2 separate regions of the Mus musculus genome follow, and region 2 is linked to region 1. The links are chromatin contacts, called in public Hi-C maps. All regions are on one chromosome and are shown on one strand. Each heading gives the region's core, a stretch centred on a gene start, on an enhancer-like site or on the middle of the called end of the contact. The rest is flanking DNA. Distances are from core to core; before and after follow the strand shown. Region 1 has its middle 7.6 kb from the start of Tmem150cos. Region 2 overlaps Coq2 (coenzyme Q2 4-hydroxybenzoate polyprenyltransferase).

Region 1 (3,063 bases), core at 284-2,783:
ATTGGGTGTGTGCGAGGCATGTCTGTTTTAACAGTATAAATGAACGTCACTGCGTCACTTCAATTTGGATTCAAACGTTATTTCGACTTAATTCAGACAGCATTCAATGTGTAAGGAAAGTTTCTTGGCGTTTTGATAACCATGGTTTTCGCCCCCTCATTTTAATTGGTGTGTGTGCATGTGTGTGTGTGTGTGTGTGTGTGTGAGTGTGACAAACAGACAGACAGACAGACACACACACACACACACACAGAGGGAGGAAGGGGACAGGCTGGACAGTTTGTGGTGGTTAGTTCTCTTCCCTTCCATCTGGGGCAGGGGTCAGACGGAGGCTGTGGGTCTTGCTAGTGGCAGGGAACTTTATCCACTGAGCCCTCTCGTTTGTGTTATGTTTGGTTTTTCTGAGACAGGGTTTCTCTGTGTAGCCCTGGCTGTCCTGGAACTTGTTCTGTAGACCAGGCTGGCCTCGAATTTAGGGATCCACTTGCCTCTGCCTCCTGAGTGCTGGGATTAAAGGTGTGGGTCACCACTGCCCTCTCGTTTTTTTAAAAGGCTATATTAAAAAAATACTTAAAGGAAATAGTTATTTTTGTAATTAAGAAAATGGTGTAGGAATCATTTTGGGGGGATGCATTGGATAAGGGGTAAAGTCTTGGAAATATGAGGAGGAAGGGGACAGGAAAAAATGTTACATTGATTCAGGTTTTGTCACTAGGAAATAGAATAAATTCATGTTAAGTCATAGAAATGGGAATAATTTGTAAATGGTGAAATCACATCCAACGAAAGGATTCACTTCATGCGTACATATATATTTGTAGACAAGTTCATGGGCAGATGGCAGACAGATTATCCTTTAATAACAGCAATTAGAAAAGTAAGGACTTGAGAGACAGCCTGGTGTGGTGGCACATCTCTTTAATCCCAGCCCTGGAGGAAAGCCTTTAATTGTGGCAAAGGTAGGAACTCTGTTCCAGGCCAGCTTGCCTATAGGAGTAGTTTCAGGATCTCCAAGGCTACTCAAACAAAAAACCAGCCAAACAACAACAATAAGTCAAAATTAAAAACAAAAATCAAAAACATCTTTAAGGGGCCGGAGATGGCTCAGTGGTCCTTGCAGAGGACTGGAGTTTGATTCCTTGCGGTGGCTCACAACCATCTAATTCTGATCCCAGGACATCTGACGCCTCTCCCTGCACCAGGCTCTCGTGTGGTCCACAGGCATACATGCAGTCAGATGTGTGTGATAACATTTGGGTTTTTCCCGGTCTCTCTGTTTATAGCCGGGGGCAAGGGACTCCTTGTCAAGCTAGATATATTTTGGTGTTTTTCCCTCAGTAGCACTGACTTCCAGTGTTTTACCGTAGTTTGAGGGAGAGAAATCTCAGAAGCTGGCTCTAATCAGCAATTCTGGAGCTGAGAGGTCTGCTGTTTAGGCTGGCTTTGGTGGCTGAGAGTCACTGATGTTTCCAGGGTTGGTTGACAGCAGGGCCTTAAATGCCTGTGTGGGTGCAGGACCGGCTCTGCCCAGCAGGTGGTGCTGCTTCCCCACAGCCCCGTTGAAAGGCATCAGGTGGGAACAGGGAGGGAGCAGGGACATGACTAACAGTTCATTTATCTTTAAAAGCCAGTAACAGGCTATTGCAAGAGCAGAGGAGTTAGACAAAGTTTTGGCAGTAATACCAACCACAACCCACCCGCTAATCCCCTTTCCTCTCCTGTATCAAACACATTTTAAAAAATACATTCCTTTTGGGTAGACAAGTTTTAGCAGCAGTGTTTAAAGGGGCTTGTTTTCAGGAATTTTTTTTTTTTTACTCCTATAAAAAAATAATTAAATATACTATGTCCCATAACAGTTTGCTATACTACCACCTGTGCCTTGATGTCCATATTATACCATCCTCAGTAATGTTCAACAATAATTTGCAGAGCTCGGCCTGGTGACTTGCAGTTACAATCCCTGGCAGGGGCCAGCCTGGTTTACATAGGGAGTTCCAGGCTGGTAGCCAAGGCCACGTGAGCTCTGTCTCAAAACAAATCAAAAATCCCGCAGTTGTTGCTGATAGAGTAATGAGTAAAATCTGCCCTTGAGTTTCTCTCAGGTTTATTCTGTCAAGACGTGAGTCCTGGGCTGACATGAGGGCACATTGTCCCTATGGTCAGCATGCATATCCTCTAGAGATGTTAGGAAACCAAACAAAGACAAAGTAAGGTCTGGGAGGGCGGGCAGGGCTTGTAACCTAATCATGGGAGACCAGATAGAGAAGGGGAGAGAACACTGTGTGTGGATTAAATGTAGAGATTTAGGTAGAAGTGCTGGGACTGGGGACTAGGGAGCCCCGTGGCTGAATACAGTTAGAGAGGTCTACAGAAGAGGCCTGACCATTAGGTTGTTGGATCCTAGTGAAATTCTTAGCCTGTACTCTAGATGTGGTCGGAAGCTACTGGGGAATTCTGAGCGGGACTGGGTGACTTAAATTGTGTTTGATGGAGAATGGGTTGCTATAGGAAGACCTATGAGAGGAGAGAGTTGGAAGCAGAAAGCGCTTGGGTGTTTTTAAAAAAGATTTAGTACGCGCGTGTGTGTGTGTGTGTGTGTGTGTGTGTGTGTGTGCCATCATGTGCTTGTGGGTGGAGGCCAGAAGATGGCATCAGATCTGAAACTGGAGTTACGGGGAGTTGTGGGCCACTTGAGGTAGATGCTGGGAACTACACGTAGGTGTTCTTCAAGGGCAGCAAGCGCTCTTTGCTGATGCTCCATCTCTTAAGGTCTCACTCAGGTATTTTGACCACAAAGGAATAAGGCGTTTTTACATAAACCAATGGAAGGCTTAGAGGAGGGACAGTTAGGGGAACCACCCCAGGAAGCCCCACAGTGGTGAGTTTGGGAACCGCCACGGTTGTCACAGCAATGGCTAACCCATGAAGCTGGCCAAGAAGTGGGGTACAAGCCTGCTTATTACAACCTCTCCAAACACTTGCATTTTAGTGACCTTAGAGTGTTTTACATCTCACTGAGTAACTCAGTTCCAGACCCTCCTGTAGGTATGTCTGGGAAAT
Region 2 (3,063 bases), core at 402-2,901, 590 kb after region 1:
TACCGAATTCCACAGGATGCTCTCATCAACCACCTTTCATGACATAGTTAGAGTTTTAAAATAATAATCCTGATAATCTTAATAAATATGTAAGGTTTCTTGGCCAATGAGAATAAATGAACTCCTTTAAAGTATGAAAATTTATTTTCCATAAAACTTGATGGTTAACCTGACAGTCATGTACACACACCTGTACAGACACACACACACACACACACACACACACACACACACACCCTGTGCAGGATATAAAAACATGGCAGACAGTGTGAAGGAACTTACCCAAAGCCAACTGAGGCCAAAACGTGATTCTTTTCACTAGTGGGTAGGTGACGACAAGAAGTAAGGACGCTGCTCCCATTGCTATACTAGAAATAGAAGCTACAGGATTAGTGCATCATTCAGAAATCACTAAATATTTTCAAGTCATTAGTGATAATAATTGCAAGGTATTTTTGTATTTAGTAATATTTTTGTGAAAATTTTTTCTTAGAGTTTGACTTCACCTACTCTAGGAAATGATTAGAAAAGTACCTTACATGTCACAAAAACAACTAAAAACAAAAGCGAACCCACAGAGTACTTTCATGAACTAGGTACTATTGTTAGTGTTTCAACTCTTAATTTATTCTACAATCTTCACTAGGCAACAGGCAGTCTTAATCTCATCCCCTTTTGTAGAGTGGAAACTGAAGTGCAAAGCAATGCAGGAGCCAAGTGTCACCCAGCTTATCCATAGATAGGATAGGGACACTCAAATCTTACAGCAGCCCCGCTCCAGAGTCGCACCAGAGTAACCCACCCTGTACTGTTGGCCACCTCCAAATGGTGTGCAATAAACCGAAGTGTGTGTGCACATGTGTGTGCATGCATGTGTTTGTTTGTGTGTGCACATGCACGTGAGATGAGGAAAGGCTAACTTCAGATGTGATCCTGAGAGTGCTATCTTGCTTTCTGAGACAAGCGTGGAACCTGAGGGTCAGCAACCAGGAGAGGCCGGCTGGCAAGCCATCCCCAGAGATCTGCCTGCCTCGGCCCCCTGAGTGCTGGCATTCTAAACATACCCCATCCCTGACTTTACAGTGGGGGCTAAGGACTAAGCATACTTATGCAGCAAGGACTTCCCCAAGTGAGTCACGCCCCTAGCTCTCCATGTGCCTACCAGAGTTCATCAGACTGGCGAGGGTCCCTGCATACACAGCAGGCATTCTCAAGAGAGAGAAAATAGCAGAGCAGCACACACACCTCTAATCCTAGCAGTGGGGAGATGGAGGCAGGAGAATCTCTGAGTCTGAGGCCAGCCTGGTGTACAGAGTGAGATCCAGGACAGCCAGGGCTACATAGGTGAGACTCTGCTTTAAAAAAAAAAATCTATAAAACAAACAAACAAACAAACAAACAAAAAAAGAGAAAACAGCCACAGAAACATAAGCTGTTCCGAGGTCTCTCAAAGTTCACGTAACAGCCTTTCGTACTGTCAAAGCTGCTGGGCCCTTCATGACCAGGCCTAATCTCTTTTGTGGCACTCTCTGCTCTGCCCATCCTTACTCATGAAGCACTCTGAAAACAGCCATCTGATGCTGTGTCCCGTTAAGAGCCCCATGTGGGCCCTCTTGGCTTTCTCTTCTGCTATTTTGACTAGTTATAGTCTCTGGGAAAGATTCAGTTCCACTTTTTGCTAACTGAGCCCAACCACTTCTGCTTCCAGGTACTCAGCAATAACAGGCCACGTAGTATATGCACACATATTGTTGCACACACACCTGAGAACCCAGGGATGTGCTCTGTGTCCTATCAGGAGTACCTAGAGCAAACTCTACAATACTTCAGAGCGAGGCTGCTCTTGGCTGCGGTGTCTCGGAAGCAGATCTGACAGCGTGCTGAGGTCCTGTGCCCTGCTGACTCTCAGGCCCTTCACAGGGGTCAATAAGCAGATTTGTAATAAAGAGAATCCCCCTCTATCCCCACATTTTACATGTCAGAGGAGATATTTTACACACAACTGTGAAACCTCATCTGATGTACCTGTAGTAGTTTAAACACAGGAGAACGCCCAGTGCCAAGGTCAGCTGTCCCCCAAGGAAGACGAAGGACTGGAAGGTCGAAATGTCTCCAGCAGCGATTGGGCGGTTTGCTGTCCTTGTAACCTCAACACAGGAAAAGAGAGCCCTTCAGTTATATGCCAAGTCAGTCGTTCACATAAACAGTGATTAGCAGATGCTCCACGGGCTCCTGAGACAGTCAGGGCTGGCACTCGCCTCCAAGTCTGATGACCTGGAACCCACACAACAGGAGAGAAATGCTTCCTCCAGGTTTACTCTGACTTCCTCTCGTGAACGGTGTTTCCTTCACACATACAAATAAATGTTATTTCAAAATTAAAGTGAGGGCTGGAGAGATGGCCCAGCCGTTAAGAGCACTGGCTGCATTTTCAGAGGTCCTGAGTTCAACTCCCAGCAACCACAAGGTGGCTCTCAACCACCTGTAATAGAAAAAGGATCTGCTGCCCTCCTCTGGTACGCAAACATACATGCAGACAAAAGCATGTTAAAGGCTAAGGGCAGGCTCTTAGGAACAATTATGAACAGAGTGAAGTCCCATCAAGAACTAACACGGTGTATTTAAATAGTTTAAAGTGGCTGTAAAGGGGCTAAGTGCTGTGACACCATTCCCAGCCCCACCTCCAAACTAACAGTGTCTTCCAGATCTAGATACATAGCCGCTCAGCTCAGCAAGCCCACATCCAGCTCCCATACACAGGCAAGGTGGCGAAATAACAGGCTTTCTCGGGAGCAAGGGACCGCAGCAGATACGGAGTAAAGCTCACGTCCTGCTCTGAGAACGGGAAGCAGTGAGTCAGAGGTCAGTGCAGAGAGATGAGCCGATGTGTCTGCCACACTCCTGAATGGGTCTGTGACGTTAGGCTGACTATGCTGAAATGCTAATGGCAAATCTGCTGGGGAGTGTGGACAGTGCTGTTAAACATACCAATAATGACTGCTGTTATTCCCCCCTGAAACGTGATGTGATTATACCAAATTCAACAAGATTATAGTAAGAAAA

Evidence for each region. A called contact is a pair of places that touch in the nucleus more often than the background predicts.
Region 2: a Hi-C map of B cells shows a contact between it and region 1, with 4 times the contacts expected there. The contact joins two enhancer-like sites. A contact is called at or near these places in 1 of 39 promoter capture datasets (pre-B cells) and 6 of 484 Hi-C or Micro-C datasets (B cells, the G1E-ER4 cell line, cortical neurons and 1 more).

The regions. Positions count from the first base shown.
Region 1 is chr5:100,068,863-100,071,925 of GRCm38.p6, forward strand. It overlaps a transcript of Enoph1 not described here. Among named protein-coding and RNA genes, the nearest start is that of Tmem150cos, 7.6 kb to the right of the region's middle. Within about 2 kb of position 1,534, at least 11 of the 459 cell types and tissues checked have an H3K27ac peak or open chromatin away from gene starts, as enhancers often do. A contact at or near this core is called in B cells, where this site is marked.
Region 2 is chr5:100,661,555-100,664,617 of GRCm38.p6, forward strand. It overlaps Coq2 (coenzyme Q2 4-hydroxybenzoate polyprenyltransferase), which reads right to left. Exons shown (of 7, transcript NM_027978.2): 3 at 2,026-2,147; 4 at 283-368. Among named protein-coding and RNA genes, the nearest start is that of Coq2, 11 kb to the right of the region's middle. Within about 2 kb of position 1,652, at least 91 of the 459 cell types and tissues checked have an H3K27ac peak or open chromatin away from gene starts, as enhancers often do. A contact at or near this core is called in B cells, where this site is marked.